Regions from separate parts of the Danio rerio genome. Here region 2 is linked to region 1. The links are chromatin contacts, called in public Micro-C maps. All regions are on one chromosome and are shown on one strand. Each heading gives the region's core, a stretch centred on a gene start, on an enhancer-like site or on the middle of the called end of the contact. The rest is flanking DNA. Distances are from core to core; before and after follow the strand shown. Region 1 holds the start of ftr69 (finTRIM family, member 69). Region 2 has its middle 5.4 kb from the start of fgfr2.

Region 1 (7,848 bases), core at 641-3,140:
TTTTTGGAAATATGGGGTTGAAAAATTGATACATTTTAAAATAAGGGTGTATTAGTTGATGTTAGTTAATGGATTTTTAGTAACTAAGAATGCAACGATTATAGATTTTGGTTGCACGATTATAGTCTGAGGAGTAATCATGGTTTCACGGTTGTCACGATTATTATGCGTTTTTTATTTCAAAACACTACTAGTAATTCACATGAAAACTCTTTATATTTTAAAGTGTTGTTTATTGCTGCTTAGCAACCAATTAATACAGCACAAAAATAAAAATAAAAAACAAACAATAGTCCATTTCTCTTTGCACTTAAACATAAGTGAAAAAAACATTTGGCATTTGAACAGAAGTAATAATTTTACACTGAAAATAAATGACAGAACAGTGCAAATCAAAATAAATAAAAGGTATTTGTCTAATGTAAATCTAAGCTACATATTAGCTAAGTATTTATCTTTTGAAGAGAACAAATGTAGTCTAAGGCTGCTGAACCTCTGTCTGAAAGATACTTTTAATCTATATTACATAGTTGTTTGGTATTTTTCATAATTTTTTAGATTTTAGAAATGACTCCAAAGTACAACATTGTTTGGTGCATTTATTAAATGGATATATTTATTAAAGTAATATTTTAGTCACAGATCATCTTTAGAACTAAAAAGATAATACATTTAATATCATTTGAAATATTGCAAAAAATCTACAAAAGTTATATGTATATGTGTGCGTGTGTGTGTGTGTGTGTGTCCGTGCGTTTGTTCGTGTTTTTTTTTTTTTTTTTTTTGCATTTTTTAAAATTTGTATTTAATATTTTCCCTATTATATAAATTTGGGCTACTAATTTTTGGATCATTATCTAAAGTTCTTTTGTTAGATAAGCTCCAGATTTGGCTTCAGTACTGACTAATCTAATATATCTGCACACATACAGTAACACTGTAAAACATCCTATAGAAAATATTAATTTAAACAAGATTTTTGTGGGATGCTCATATATGGTGAGCACTATATCAATCAATCATTCAATCAATCAATCAATCAATCAATCAATCAATCAATCAATCAATCAATCAATCAATCAATCAATCAATCAATCAATCAATCAATAATATTAATCAACAGATGAAAATATGTAGTTTTGCACATTCTTAGCTGGAGTAGATGTACAATTCTTTCACTGATATTTTTGGGAAATTTGCATTCATACATCGTGTAATTACAGACACTCTGAATGACGAAGTGAGCACAACTATGAGGGAAAGGGTTTTGTTTAGTGTTTCCCAGGGCTGTTCATGCCTTCAGCCTCACATACACTGATGCGCTGATAAACACACACACATCAGGAGGTGTTTGTCGTGACAGATCTGCATGCTGATAGTGTGAAAGCGGCGCCGCGCTCCTCCTCATCCAGTCTGTTTTGATATGGATGAAGAAAATCTAGATTCGGTACAGTCGGTCAAGCAGTTCAGTCAAATTCCTGTGTAGTGGAAATGTGCACTGTTGTCAGGTTCAGATACACTGTATAAAAATATCTGTAACAAACAGGCCAATTATGGATCTCTGCACAAAAGTCCGATAAATTAATTTGATATGAAGCCTGGTATAAAACTATGACATTAAAAAAAAGTAAAGTACAAAGAAATTAATGCCCACGATTTATTTTGTATTGAGTCTTTATGAGAACTAGATGTTCACAAGGTAAAATAAACATGAACCAAAAAAAAAACCCATAAAATTCCCATACTTAATTAATAATAATAACAATAATAATAATAATAATATCTTTGCCTTTCAACTGTAACTTTGGCTGATTATTTTTATAGACTGAAATAACAACTGAATGGTTCAGATGATAAAAAGAAGTATGGATGGATGGATGGATGGATGGATGGATGGATGGATGGATAGATAGATAGATAGATAGATAGATAGATAGATAGATAGATAGATAGATAGATAGATAGATAGATAGATAGATAGATAGATAGATAGATAGATAGATAGATAGATAGATAGATAGATAGATTGATAGATTGATAGATAGATAGATAGATAGATAGATAGATAGATAGATAGATAGATAGATTCACTTTATTTTATGAGGGTGATTTAGGATATAAATCTGGCAACCCAGAGTTGTGGGAACTTTAAAAAAAAGCACTAAAGGTGTCGTTTACTGGTGATTTGTTTTCACAGAAGAGGTCATGTTGTGGTGCATGTGGCCTGTGTAATGTTAAAAGTTGGACAGGAAATAAAAAGGAGTCACATTGCAAAACCTGTCCTGTGCTGCCATCTAGTGGACTGTATGTCATGACATGCGATTCACAGAGGATTGAGTTCATCAGTCGGCTAATCTGACAGAGTTTATTCAGGTGAGTGCTTTTGCGTCCACTTTATAATGTAAATTCAGCCAGATAAAATATGCAAAATGCAACTGTCTGAAGATGTTACAAATACATTATATATAAACATATAAGAAGCAGTTGCATTAATCTTTGGTGCTTAAAAAGTTGAAATCAACTTAATAAAGAGAAGGTCAGACATTTTCCCATGTTTTTCATGTTAATCTGTGTTTGTAATCACTGTATATTTCTGCATTTCTTCAAACTAGTAACTGAAGTGATACAAATTGTCTATTTATACCAAGAAAAAACATTTTAACTAGCAACTATTATTAATTTCTTTATGTAAGATTTAAAAGAGGAAACGTGAAACAGAATTTAAACTAAAACTCAATTCCTCAGTTAAAAAACTGTATATGTGTGAATGATATCATAACATTTTACATCACAACATTACTCAAAAAAAGCTGGCAATTGTTTCCAAACAGATGTCATTTTAACATTTACGCAATACAGCAGAAGATAATTTTTCTCAATACAGTCAGAAATCCACATACACTCCTCGTGCTAATTACTGAATTTTTACAAAAAAAGTTTACTAAATAACAGTATTTGACAGTTGTGTTTGAATGTGATTTTAAATTAACTGCTTAATTGATTTTAACTTAATTGTATGTGTGTGTAACCCCGCCGGTCTTACACTACCCAACCCGCTCTGAGCTGGGCGACCTTCCGCATATGAGTCGGATGCTCTACCAAGAAGGCTAAAGACCATGGCGTCTAGCATCTGTCGCTAGAGCACCTTTAGAGGTCAGAGGAGTGAGGTTTACCTGCACAGCACGTACTAGCTTGCCTCCGTTACATGTGTATTACAGTGTGTAAGTACAGTACATTTGTGTACAGTCTCCAAAATCCAAGTACTTTCCAAAAAATAATAATCTTAAAAGTTAAAATTACCAGAGATGGGAAGTAACAAAGAACTTATTCAAGTAGATTTTCTGGTATCAGTATATAACTCCACTATTGTTTTTATTTTATTTTTTTACTTTTATTCATTATATTTTTACACAGATATCTGTTTCTACTTACATTTTTAAACCAATCTCATTAATTTAATTTTTGTGTCTTCGACTGTCTATATTTTTTGTCATTGTGCAAATTGAATGAATTTTCAATAATTATGTAATCAATTACTGTACTTGAAAAGATACTGTACTGTATCTATATTTACTGTACTTAACTAGATTTCCTGGTTTCAGTGTATTACTCCACTATTTATTTATTTATTTATTTATTTGACTTTCTGGTATCAGTATATAAGTCCATTATTATTATTTTTTTTTTACTTTTACTCATTACATTTTTACACAAATATTTAATTTTCACTCCTTACATTTTTAAATCAATTTAATTACTTTCATTTTCATGTCTTTGGCTATCTATATTTTTTGTTATTGTGCAAATTGAATGAATTTTTGATTCAGCCATTTTTTCCCCATTGTGAGTATATAATTATTTTTTTCATAACAGAAATCCACATATACCCCATGCTAATTACTGAATTAAAAACCTTCATTTGTTTATTACATAAATGTAGTTTACAGCAATTGACACCAAAATGTGATTTTGGCTTAATTGCTTAATTAATTTGAACTTTAACTTAATTGTGCGCAGGTGTATGTACAGTTTGTATACACAGTACATTTGTGTACTATTTACAGTGTCCAATATCAATGTACATTTTTCAAAAAAAAAAAAAAAAATTAAAAAGAAAAATTCACCTCTGTAAACTACCTGACAAAAGTCTTATTTCCCATCCAAGTTTTAGAAAAAAACAAATAATAACTTGACTTCTAGTTAATCATTTGGCATCAGAAGTGGCTTATATGAAAGGCAAAGGCCTCTAGATTACGCTTATTTGACCAAAATAAAATATGATCATGCCACTTATTTTTAATTATTTAATTAGGACAGTAAGGTCTAACTTTTCTTATTCAAAAGTCTTGCCACTTAACAGAAGTAATGTACAGTATAGAATATAAAGTCATGCTGCAGAGGAAACAGAATAAATATTTTGTCTGACTCCATCATGAGCTTAGAGGACTGCATCCATACATCTCTGCAATGACTCAAATCACTTATTAATAAAGTCATCTGGAATGGCAAAGAAAGCATCTTGCAGGACTCCCAGAGTTCATTAAGAGTCTTTGATGTCATCTTCAACGCCTTCTCCTTCATCTTACCCCAGACATGCTCAATAATGTTCATGTCTGGTGAATGGGCTGACCAATCCTGGAGCACTTTGACCTTTTTTGCTTTCAGGAACTTTGACATGGAGACTAAAGTATGGAATGAGCGCTATCCTGCTGAAGAATTTGCCCTCTCCTGTGGTTTGTAATGTAATGGGCAACACAAATGTCTTGATACCTCAAGCTATTAATGTTGCCATCCACTCTGCAGATCTCTTGCACGCCCCCAAACCATGATTTTTCCTTCACCAAACTTGACTGATTTCTATGAGAATGTTTGGTCCTTGAAGTTCCGATAGGTCTTCTGAAGTATTTGTGATGATTGGGATGCAGATGATCCATCAGAGAAATCTACCTTCTGACACTTTTCCAAATGATCAACTAGAAGTAAAGTTATTATTTGTTGCTCTTACAACTAGGATAGACGATAAGACTTTTGTCAGGTTGTGTATAACAATTACTACACAGTTAGAAAATGCATTTTTATCTTTATAAAATTTTATAAACAGACTTTAAGTGGAGAAGTACACAGATCTTTAAATGTTAAAAGGCAGGAGCATGTGTGAAATCCCCAGTACTTTGCAAACCCACATTTGAAAACACAGCTTATGTGTGCATCTGTTTTTAAAGGACCAAAGTGAAAACAGGAAAAGCGTCAACAAGATGAATCACAGGTACTAATCAACTAACAGTACAAAAAAAGTATCACTACTGTATGAAAATAGACGTATGCATTTTACCCAGTCATTGAGAAATACTTTATTCCATATTGCATGGGCTCTGATTAGTTGATAACATCAATGCTAAGCCTTTTACACAATTATATTAAATTCACAGTTAGTGGCAGGAAGAATTTGGTTTTGCACATCTCCTCAGCCCACATTTGTTTCCTGTTAAGCATTTTCTTCTTTTTTTTCTTTTTCTTTTTTTTTTGTGGACCCAAATTGCGTATATTGCATGTCTGCAGTCAAGATACCTATTTCTGTTTCTCTTGATGCTTTTTTATATTCAGTCACACGGTTGTTAGTGGAGTGATTGATAGCAGACGGTGATAAAATCATCAGCAGTGGAAAAGCACTGGTGAGTGAAATAACAGGTGAATTTTATCTTGTATAAATCAGTGTTGCTTAAACTAAAATACATTTTGCCAACTTTGTTTGCTTGACATTTTGAAAACATTGGCAGAATCAATTTGATGTTGCTGTTTAATGTTGGACAGGATCCTGTAAGAAGATTTTAATTTAATAATAATGCTACTCAAATACTTTAACAAATGTTGTACAAGAGTATCTGTTTGAGAGGAGACTGTCCATATGCACCCCCCTTGAAATGTACAGTATGTCCATTTATATTAGTTAAAAAATATTATCTTTTGAGTGTCAGAAGGTTGCAGTAGAGTTTAAAAGTTATAGTAGGCCACATACAGTATAAACATCTTTTATTCTAAATATCGGTAAAATATTAAGTGAAAATCAGGTTCCATTACTTTTTTTTGTCAACTTACTTCTGTAAATATATCCCAACTCAATTGTGATTAGTAACATGTAGTTCTGGGCAAAGATTAAAAGCACTCCATTGGACAACTTAAACATTTATTTATTTATTTATTTTTTTTTTTTTGAACCCTCAGATTTGAGATTTTTAAATAGCTGTGATTTACATAAGGTTTACAGGGTTACATAAGAAAATGTAACTATACAAAAACAACCAAAGTATATATTATGTGTGTATATATATTTATATATATATATATATGTGTGTGTGTGTGTGTGTGTGTGCGTGTGTGTGTGTGTGTGTGTGTGTGTGTGTGTGTGTGTGTGTGTGTGTGTGTGTGTGTGTGTGTGTGTGTGTGTGTGTGTGTGTTTTGCTATTTGTAGTTCTGTACTTTGGAAGTTTCATGCGAAGTCTTGAGTTTTGAGTTCTGTGCAGTTCCAATGTTAATAGCAAACGTATTTTATTGTTTTTTTTCTAAATAAATAGTAATAAAATAAACAAAAAACACTTGTTTTTCCCTTTTACTGTATGTTTGCACGCAGTTCATGGATTTTGTAAATCTTTGAATTTTAATTTTCCTTTTAAGAGAGTTTCAGGTTGTTTTGTAACACTTACTTGAAACTTGCACATTAATAATAATCAGAAGTAATAATTTTTGCAGAGATGCATGAACAATACAACCTAAATGTCTTCACTTCTGATGGGATGCACTCATTAATGCTGTGTAGCACATAATAACTCACATCAGTGTACAAGTACAAGTACTAAGGGTTGCTATAACAAATATTTTGTCTTAACTCTTTTAGACTGTAAATGTTCATTCATTCTACTTTGTTGCAGTCTTCATCCTGCAGAAGCCATTACCTTGAATTACCATTCTCAGAATAACACACTTCACTGGGAGAAAAACACACACCAAAATGCCGGGCACATTATCTGATGTTCAAAATCCATTTAACTGTTCAATCTGCTTGGAACTGTTTAAGGATCCGGTGACTACATCTTGTGGGCACATTTTTGTATGAACTGTATTAAGTCGTGCTGGGATAAGGAATTTTTTAGAGGTGTTTACAGCTGCCCAACATGCAGGAATGAATTTAGGCCAAGGCCAGCTCTCAGCAAAAACACTGTTCTCGCTGGCATTGTAGAAGAAAGGAAGCAGGATGCCCCAGCTGCACCTGGAGATGTGCAGTGTGACGTCTGTATAGGAGGAAAATTCAAAGCCGTCAAGTCTTGTCTGGTGTGTTTGGCGTCATTCTGTCAAACTCTTCTTCAGCCTCATTATCAATCTCAAGCTTTTAAAAAGCACAAGCTGGTGAACGCTTCAGCAAATCTACAGCAGCAGATCTGCCCTCAACATCATAAAGCTCTGGAGATTTACTGCTATAATGACAAGAAGTGTATATGTGTGCTATGTATGGGTCAGCACAGTGGACATAAGACTGTATCAGCTGCAGCTGAAATGGCTGGAAAAAAGGTAAAATGAGATATGTATTTAATAATGGCATACAAAGCACTGTGTAATAGTCTAACTGTAAACTCTATTAACAAACTCTATAAAAATGCAATTATGTATTTTATTCAAGTCATTGATATTTGAATGGAAGCATAATCATTTTTCTTTCATGTGGTCTTGTAGAACTTAATATGCTTAAACAATATGAAAATAAGAACATAGGAATGTGTTTGTTTGTTTATTTAAAAAAACAATAGGCATTTTATGCTGAAGAAAAATAAAATAAAAAGCCATAGTATAAAATTT
Region 2 (7,848 bases), core at 3,569-6,068, 280 kb before region 1:
GTTTTCAAATACAGTATATTCAAAATGATGTCTAACAGAGCAAGGAATTTTTCACAGTATTTCCTAAAGTATTTTTTCTTCTAGAGAAAGTTCAGACTTACAGTATTTTTTGTCTTATTTTGGCTTAAATAAAAGCAGGTTTTATTTTTTAAACCATTTTAAGTCATTAGTAGTTACCAAACATGTCTAACAACCATGTACAAATCAATCAAAAGTGCAAATCACAATCTATAATCTATAAAGGTCATGAAAATAATGTAACCTGTTTTTGTGCTCAGGTTTGTTGCGTTCTTTTTTAAATGACTACATTATCTGTTTCCTAAGCAGTGGTAAAATCCCTGAGAGGTTTTGTTCTGCCTGCTGTAGTCATTATTAGAGGCGTTTAACACTTGATGAGCTGCAGTTTGAGTCGCTCACCCCAACCACTAATGGATGAACTAGAGCCAATCTCACAGTCAACAACACCACAAGATCCTTTACTGGATTTGCCATTCATATGCATGTAAAAGAGTGCTATTACAGACACCAACGATCATACTGGCTGGTGAACCCAGAGCAATTGCATTCATTTTCGTTGTAGGTTTGATGCAAAGCAATTCAGATGATACTCTGATCAAAATGTCAAGATTCAATTTTACTGATGGATTTTATTTATTATTATTTTTTGTATTTATTTAATCTTTTTTATTTAATTTTATTATTTTTCAGTTTTCACTTATTTAATGTAAGTGTAGCTTGTGAAGCCAGAACAAATGTATTGTTATTTTTTTAGTTTTGATGACCAAAGTAGGTCATTCAGCTAATATTGCGATTAAAATGTCAGAAAAGATTTTATTTTAATTTAGTTTATATATTTTACTAATTTAATTTCATTTCATTTCATTTCATTTTTTTTAGCTTAGTCGTTTTATTAATCGAGTCTCGACAGCGGAATGAGGCGCCGACTTTTAGCATATGTTTTATGTAACGATGCCCTTCCAGCCACAAGCTAGCACTGGGTAACTCTTGCATTTTTTGGACTATGGGGGAACTGGAGCACAAGAAAGAAACCCAAGCCAACATGGGGAGAACATGCAAACTCCACACAGACATGCCAACTGACCCAACCAGGGCTCGATAATTAATTTAATTTATTCTTTCAGTTTTACACTTAAAAGACCAAAAATAAGACCAAACACACTATTTTTCATAGTAAATTTGATGCAAAGTCATTCAGCTAATACTGCAATCAAAATGTTAAGATATTAAGTTTATTGAAGTAATTTTATTTTATTTTATTTTTCAGTTTAATGCAAAGTCATTCAGCTGAATCTGTGATCAAAAAATCAATATAGACATATTTATTTATTTATTAAATTTTATTTTTGTGTATTATCTTTATAATTTAGTTTAATTCAATTCTGTTTTATTTTATTTTATTTTATTTTATTTTAGCTTTTTGGCTGAAAAACACTTGCTGTGCGTATATCTTATTGCATTATTTTTCATATTAGTTTTAATGCAAAGTCATCAAAATGTCAATATATTAATTTTACTGAAAGGAATTTATTTTATTTTAGGAAGGGACAGGTTTGGACCAGTAAGCATCAGCACATTTCTAAACATAATAATTTTATTAATTAATTTCTACTAAATGATTTCTTTTATCTTTGGCATGATGACAGCACATAATATTTGACTAGATATTTTTCAAGATGTTAGTATTCAGCTTAAAGTGACATTTTAGGCTTATTTAAAGTACTTAATTTGGGTTAACTTGGCAAGTCATAGTAATTAGGCAGATCATTGATGGTTTATTCTGTAGACAATTGAAAGACTAAGGGGGGTAATAATATTGCCCTTAATTTTTTTAAGCTGCTTTTTTTCTAGCTGAAATAAAACAAATACGACTTTCTCCAAAGGAGATAAATATTATAGGAAAAACTGGGGTAAATTCCTTGCTCTGTTAAACATCATTTGGGAAATATTACAAAAAGGAAAAAAGTAACAGGAAGGCAAATAATTTTGACTTCTTCAACAGTATATGGCTAGGAATCACTCACTTTGTGATAATTTCCTTTATCTATTTTAAGAGTCCTTTCTATATTATTAAAGTCCGCCACACTAAGTGTGGATCAGGGCTAACTATAGTACTCGCTCATGCTTGACTTTCGTATATGCCATTACAAGTGAATTACCACACAAAACATGTTAATACACGGCAAAGAACACCGACACAGCCATTATCCTCCAATCTGACTTCGCTCTCTATAATTTAAATGTTCAAGTATTTGACACACCTAAAGTCAAATTGCACCCAACACCACTTACAGTGTTTTCTTAATGATTATAATGAATATTTATGTCTCGGGAATGTTGCCAGGGAGATGAAACGTGACATCATGTTTTTGTAAGAATTCTTGCCCTCATAGTGACGCGAGGAGTGAGTGTTTGTTCTCCACGTGAAGGGTTTTCTCTCCCGACTTAAGCAAACTCTGCATTTTGGTAGGACTGTTTTGAAACCTAAAGCTGACCAAACAATTGTCTGGCATAAATCATAAGTTGCTGTCAATAGGGCAGCGAACAGCAGGCGGCTCACGTGACTGACTGCAGAGGTGGAAAAACACTGCAGTGTCACTCAAATAACGCAGCATTAGCATTAGCATAACAGCAGGACATCAGGCCTCCACTTAAGAGACTGTTCTCATGCTCAAATCCATTAGCTTAACTGAAAATCTCAATAGAGGCTCATTGGAAGTGCGTACAATACGTAAAACATTCTTCAACATACGTTTGACTGTGGTTTCTGGGTAAAATGAACATAAGGGGCAGTGACATTGACTTCAATTGTGTGTATACATGTCCTAAGCGGGGTGGGGGGTGGGGGGGGGGGGGGGGGGGGGGGTTGAGTGTTTCGAACTAATCACCCCCCACAGCCAAAAGGTCCAGAATTTGTCCTTTTTTATAATTTTATGTAATTTAATATTATATATTTATTATATAATTGATATAATATATTTATATTCAATATATATTGTAATAGTGTAGCACTTTACAGTTGGATAATGCAATGGCAGCCATATTACACCAAACTGCACACCAAACATCAGACAGAGTGATGAAGCCAATTATGATATGGGCATGGTTAGGAGACCATGATGGACAGAGGCCAGTGGGCAAATTTGGCCAGGATTCTGGGGTTAAACTCCGAACTCCTTCTTTTTTGAAGGATATCCTGGAATTTTTTAACAATGATAGATAGTCAAGACCATGGTTTAACGTCTTATCAGAAATACGGTGCTTTCTGAGCAGTATAGACTAGAGTCCCCATCAATATAGTGGGGCGTTAGGACCCACAGAGACTGCAGGTTGAGTGCCCCCTGCTGGTTTCACTAACACCACATCTTTTTCTTGTATTGTCAACTATTTGAGCTGGAAGTGTGAAAATAGGTTCCTTAGATTGAAATTATCAACCTAATCTCACTAGGAAACGTAAACATTTTTAGATTTGTCAATTTAATTTTCTACAAATTAGTACAAGTTTTGTTTTACAATACTGTTCAATTTTAAAAAGGAAGTGTGGCACCAAACCCCTCCCTAAATCCAATGGTCATTGGAGGATGAGCAAATGGTACTGACTTGTCTGAATTAGATCATATGAATTCATATGAAATAGCCACTAAATCAAAAAGTTACAAAATTCCGTGAGAAATTATTCTTCAAACTCATGAAAATGGTTCTTTTTAACAGAAAAGTTAACAGAAAAGCAAAATGATTCTTCCATAGCAGTGAGAGGTTTGCGTCTTAAATAACCTATGACAGTTTGTGTTCATTGAACAGTACGAATGATTAATTAATCTATATGAAACAGTCCCTTAAAAGTCACGTGTCATCTTCAGTTTCGGGCTCAGGCGCATTTTGCACTCTCACACAAGCGTACCGCGTCAAAGCCAAAGTGAACCGAGCTCAGAGCACTCACACTTCTCAAATGATCCGGGAAATGGGCTTGGGCATGGTTTGGAAATCATAGTGTGAGTAGGCCCTGAGAGTGTATGGAAGTCAATAGTTTCAGCTTTTCTTGACAAACATCTTTATTTGTGTTCAACATGAAGAAACAGTTTGCAACCACTTGAGGATGAGTAAATAGTTAGTAAATACTTTTTTGTGTGAACTAACCCTTTAGGAGTGTGATCATGCAAAAGCGATGCTAAATCGACGTTTATGCAAACGGCTTGCAAATATCAACATGGCCCGTGATTTACACTGCTGGTCAGATCCTAACATCTCCAGCCGGATGAGCAGGACAGTAAGAGAACAGAGAGACGTGACCCTCCTCTTTCACTACAGTCTTTTTCTCCCTGACTCTCACTGGCTGTCCCATTGTGTTTGCTAAATGTGGCAGGCCTGTAAGACAGCCATAAAAACAATGTAAATCTGGCCAGGACAGGCGATGGGGAGACGCGTGAAAGACTGTATAGTCCGTCCTTTATTTGGCACCCCCTAAACCTGCGGCCTGTCCCCTCCTTTTCGCGCTTCCCTCTCATTGCGATCCAAACTGTCACCTTTTATGGGAGACGGTGCTGATGGCTTCACTGTGTCAGAGCGAGCTGGAGAATCTGGCCCTGAAAGAGAAAGAAAAGCCGTGATGGAAGGCCCCATTCACTGAGGAACCTCTCGCTTTTCTTTAACAGCCTTATTAGCTGGCTCATTCCGACTGAATGGGGACGGATCTTTTATGAGGAAGGGGGGGAAAACGGAGAGAGGGAAAGGCATATTCAGCCCTCCTCCTGTCCTAATCCGGCTCTCTTTAGTTTCCAAGGGCCCGTCCAATGGAGGAGACGCTTTGGGAGGGGAGTGTGGGGCCCTCGCTCTCTGACATTTAGGGGTCATTGATTAGGGAGGCTCCCAGTGTGAATGCTGGGAGACTGAGCGCTCAATGGGGGAGTCCGTCATGAGCCACAGATAGCAATGCTGGGAAAATGACGGGGTCCGTATGCAAGCGTGTGGTTAATATGTGGTGTGGTTGGCACTGAGGAAATTGCTAATTGTTTTGCACAGTGCATTAAAGGAATAGTTCATCCAAAAATAAATATTCGGTCATCATTTTCTCATCCTCCACTTGTTCCGAACCTGTTTGTGTGTTTCCTTTTTCTGTCGAACACTATAGAAGATATGTTGAGGAATGTTGGAAACCTGTAACCATTCACTTGTAATATTTTTTCTACTATGATAGCCAATGGTTACCGGTTTTCAGCTTTCTTCAAAGTATCTTCTTTTGTGTTTACATTTCTGTCGCTTTCAATTTGGTGCATTCGCTTTGGTGCATTTTACACAACACTATTCACATTTGCACAACAGATAATACATTTCTCAAAATAATTTGTACAAACTGCAAAATCTAGTTGATAACCTACAAAAGTGTGTCACTTACTCAAAATGGAGAGCTCATTCCTCAAAAGCAAATATACATGTCAATGAAAGTGTCAGTGTCATCAAGATGAAAAGATAATTTTTATACAATTTTTTATGAACAAGATAGTCAAATGGCTTTGTCATGTTTTCATTATGAAAGTTTACTCTACATTATTTCCAATGCAAAAAAGTCAGATTTTGGTGACACTTCTTAAAAAATGCTCAAGACAGCACTATATACTATTTGCACCACTATTAGTAAAGTTAGACATCACTGTATGTAGTGAGGTATTTGAGTACAAGACACTGAATATGTATCTTTCACATTAATACTGCATTTGCTCTTTGCAATTCAATATTCACAGCATTGTGCAAAAAAATAAATACACCCTTATTTACAACAAACATAAACGTTGTTTGGGTAGAACTGAGCACAACTGTAAACAATATTGCAGTACATATTGAAACTGAACCTACAACATACACAGGTCCGTAAACCATTTATCAAATTGTTCAATTTAGAAGACTTTTTCAGGAAAAATAAAGATTAAACATTTTGCATAAAATTTGCTTGACAGATTTTGACAACTAGTTCAACATTTTTGTATGTAGTGACTCGAGTAATTGAAATGAGGACTATTAGTGTTATATTTAATGACTATTCAGCATTCACAGGTTTAGCTCATTTTGACTGATATGACATAAGCAAATGATAATGTTATAAGCAGCAGAGAGTCGTGTGAAAGCAGTTGATGCATGTCCAAAAGCATCTGCAATGTGTTGGAAGGAATGAGAAACTGCTACTATGATGTGCACAAATTACTAACTGTTTTGAGAAATGCATTAACTGTTGTGCAAATGTAAATAGTGTTGTGAGAAATGCACCAAAGCCACTGAGAAAAACTATAACAGAATAAAGATACACTGAAGTATTAATATTAAAATATACTGAGGTCGGCGCCAATAGCCTAGTGGTACTAGTGGTACGTGCTCACGGTGACCCGAGTTCGATTCCCAGCTAGTTGTCCTTTGCTGATCCTACCCCTCTCTCTACTCCCAATGCTTTCCTGTCTGAAATCTCTACTGTCCTATCATAGTAAAGGTGAAAAAATGCCAAAAAAAAAAAATAAATAAAATAAATAAATATACACATATATATATATATATATATATATATATATATATATATATATATATATATATATATATATATATATATATATATATATATATATATATATATATATATATATACATGTGTGTGTGTGTGTGTGTGTGACAATAAAAGTGATTTGATTTGTTATATATTGAGCAATTCCTTTATATAAAAAGACAGTTATGCACTCAATGACTTTTTCTTTGTTTTGTTAGACTTGTCAACAAGAACAATCTTAAATCTGTTAACTGTGTTTACGTTTAGAAACAAAATATGTAGGCTATATTTCAGCAGCATGCATTGCTGAATAATCTTGAGATGTAGCAATACAATATAAACATTCACATGCATTCTTTATGTGATAGATAGATAGATAGATAGATAGATAGATAGATAGATAGATAGATAGATAGATAGATAGATAGATAGATAGACAGATCGATAGATAGATAGATAGATAGATAGATAGATAGATAGATAGATAGATAGATAGATAGATAGATAGATAGATAGATAGATAGATAGATAGATAGATAGATAGATAGATAGATAGATAGATAGACAGATCGATAGATCGATCGATAGATAGATAGATAGATAGATAGATAGATAGATAGATAGATAGATAGATAGATAGATAGATAGATAGATAGATAGATAGATAGATAGATAGATAGATAGATAGATAGATAGATAGACGGACAGACAGACAGACAGAGAGACAGATAGATAGATGATAGATAGATAGATAGATAGATAGATAGATAGATAGATAGATAGATAGATAGATAGATAGATAGATAGATAGATAGATAGATAGATAGATAGATAGATAGATAGATAGATAGATAGATCGATCGATCGATAGATCGATAGATAGATAGATAGATAGATAGATAGATAGATAGATAGATAGATAGATAGATAGATAGATAGATAGACAGATAGACAGATAGACAGATAGATAGATAGATAGATAGATAGATAGATAGATAGATAGATAGATAGATAGATAGATACTGTAGATAGATAGATAGATAGATAGATAGATAGATAGATAGATAGATAGATAGATAGATAGATAGATAGATAGATAGATAGATAGATAGATAGACGGACTGACAGACAGACAGAGAGACAGATAGATAGATGATAGATAGATAGATAGATAGATAGATAGATAGATAGATAGATAGATAGATAGATAGATAGATAGATAGATAGATAGATAGATAGATAGATAGATAGATAGATAGATAGATAGATAGATAGATAGATAGATAGATAGATAGATAGACGGA

The links. Hi-C and Micro-C count contacts between places; a contact is called where the count stands out from the background.
Region 2: a contact with region 1 is called in a Micro-C map of caudal fin, with 5 times the contacts expected there. The contact joins the enhancer-like site here to the promoter of ftr69 in region 1. A contact is called at or near these places in 2 of 18 Hi-C or Micro-C datasets (caudal fin and an unstated tissue) and 2 of 4 datasets of contacts at active chromatin or transcription factors (caudal fin and embryo).

What each region holds. Positions count from the first base shown.
Region 1 is chr13:49,781,883-49,789,730 of GRCz12tu, reverse strand. It overlaps ftr69 (finTRIM family, member 69), which reads left to right and starts at 1,890. Exons shown (of 9, transcript XM_073920302.1): 1 at 1,890-5,266; 2 at 5,605-5,672; 3 at 6,927-7,563.
Region 2 is chr13:50,066,826-50,074,673 of GRCz12tu, reverse strand. No RefSeq gene overlaps it. Among named protein-coding and RNA genes, the nearest start is that of fgfr2, 5.4 kb to the right of the region's middle. Within about 2 kb of position 4,818, at least 17 of the 62 cell types and tissues checked have an H3K27ac peak or open chromatin away from gene starts, as enhancers often do.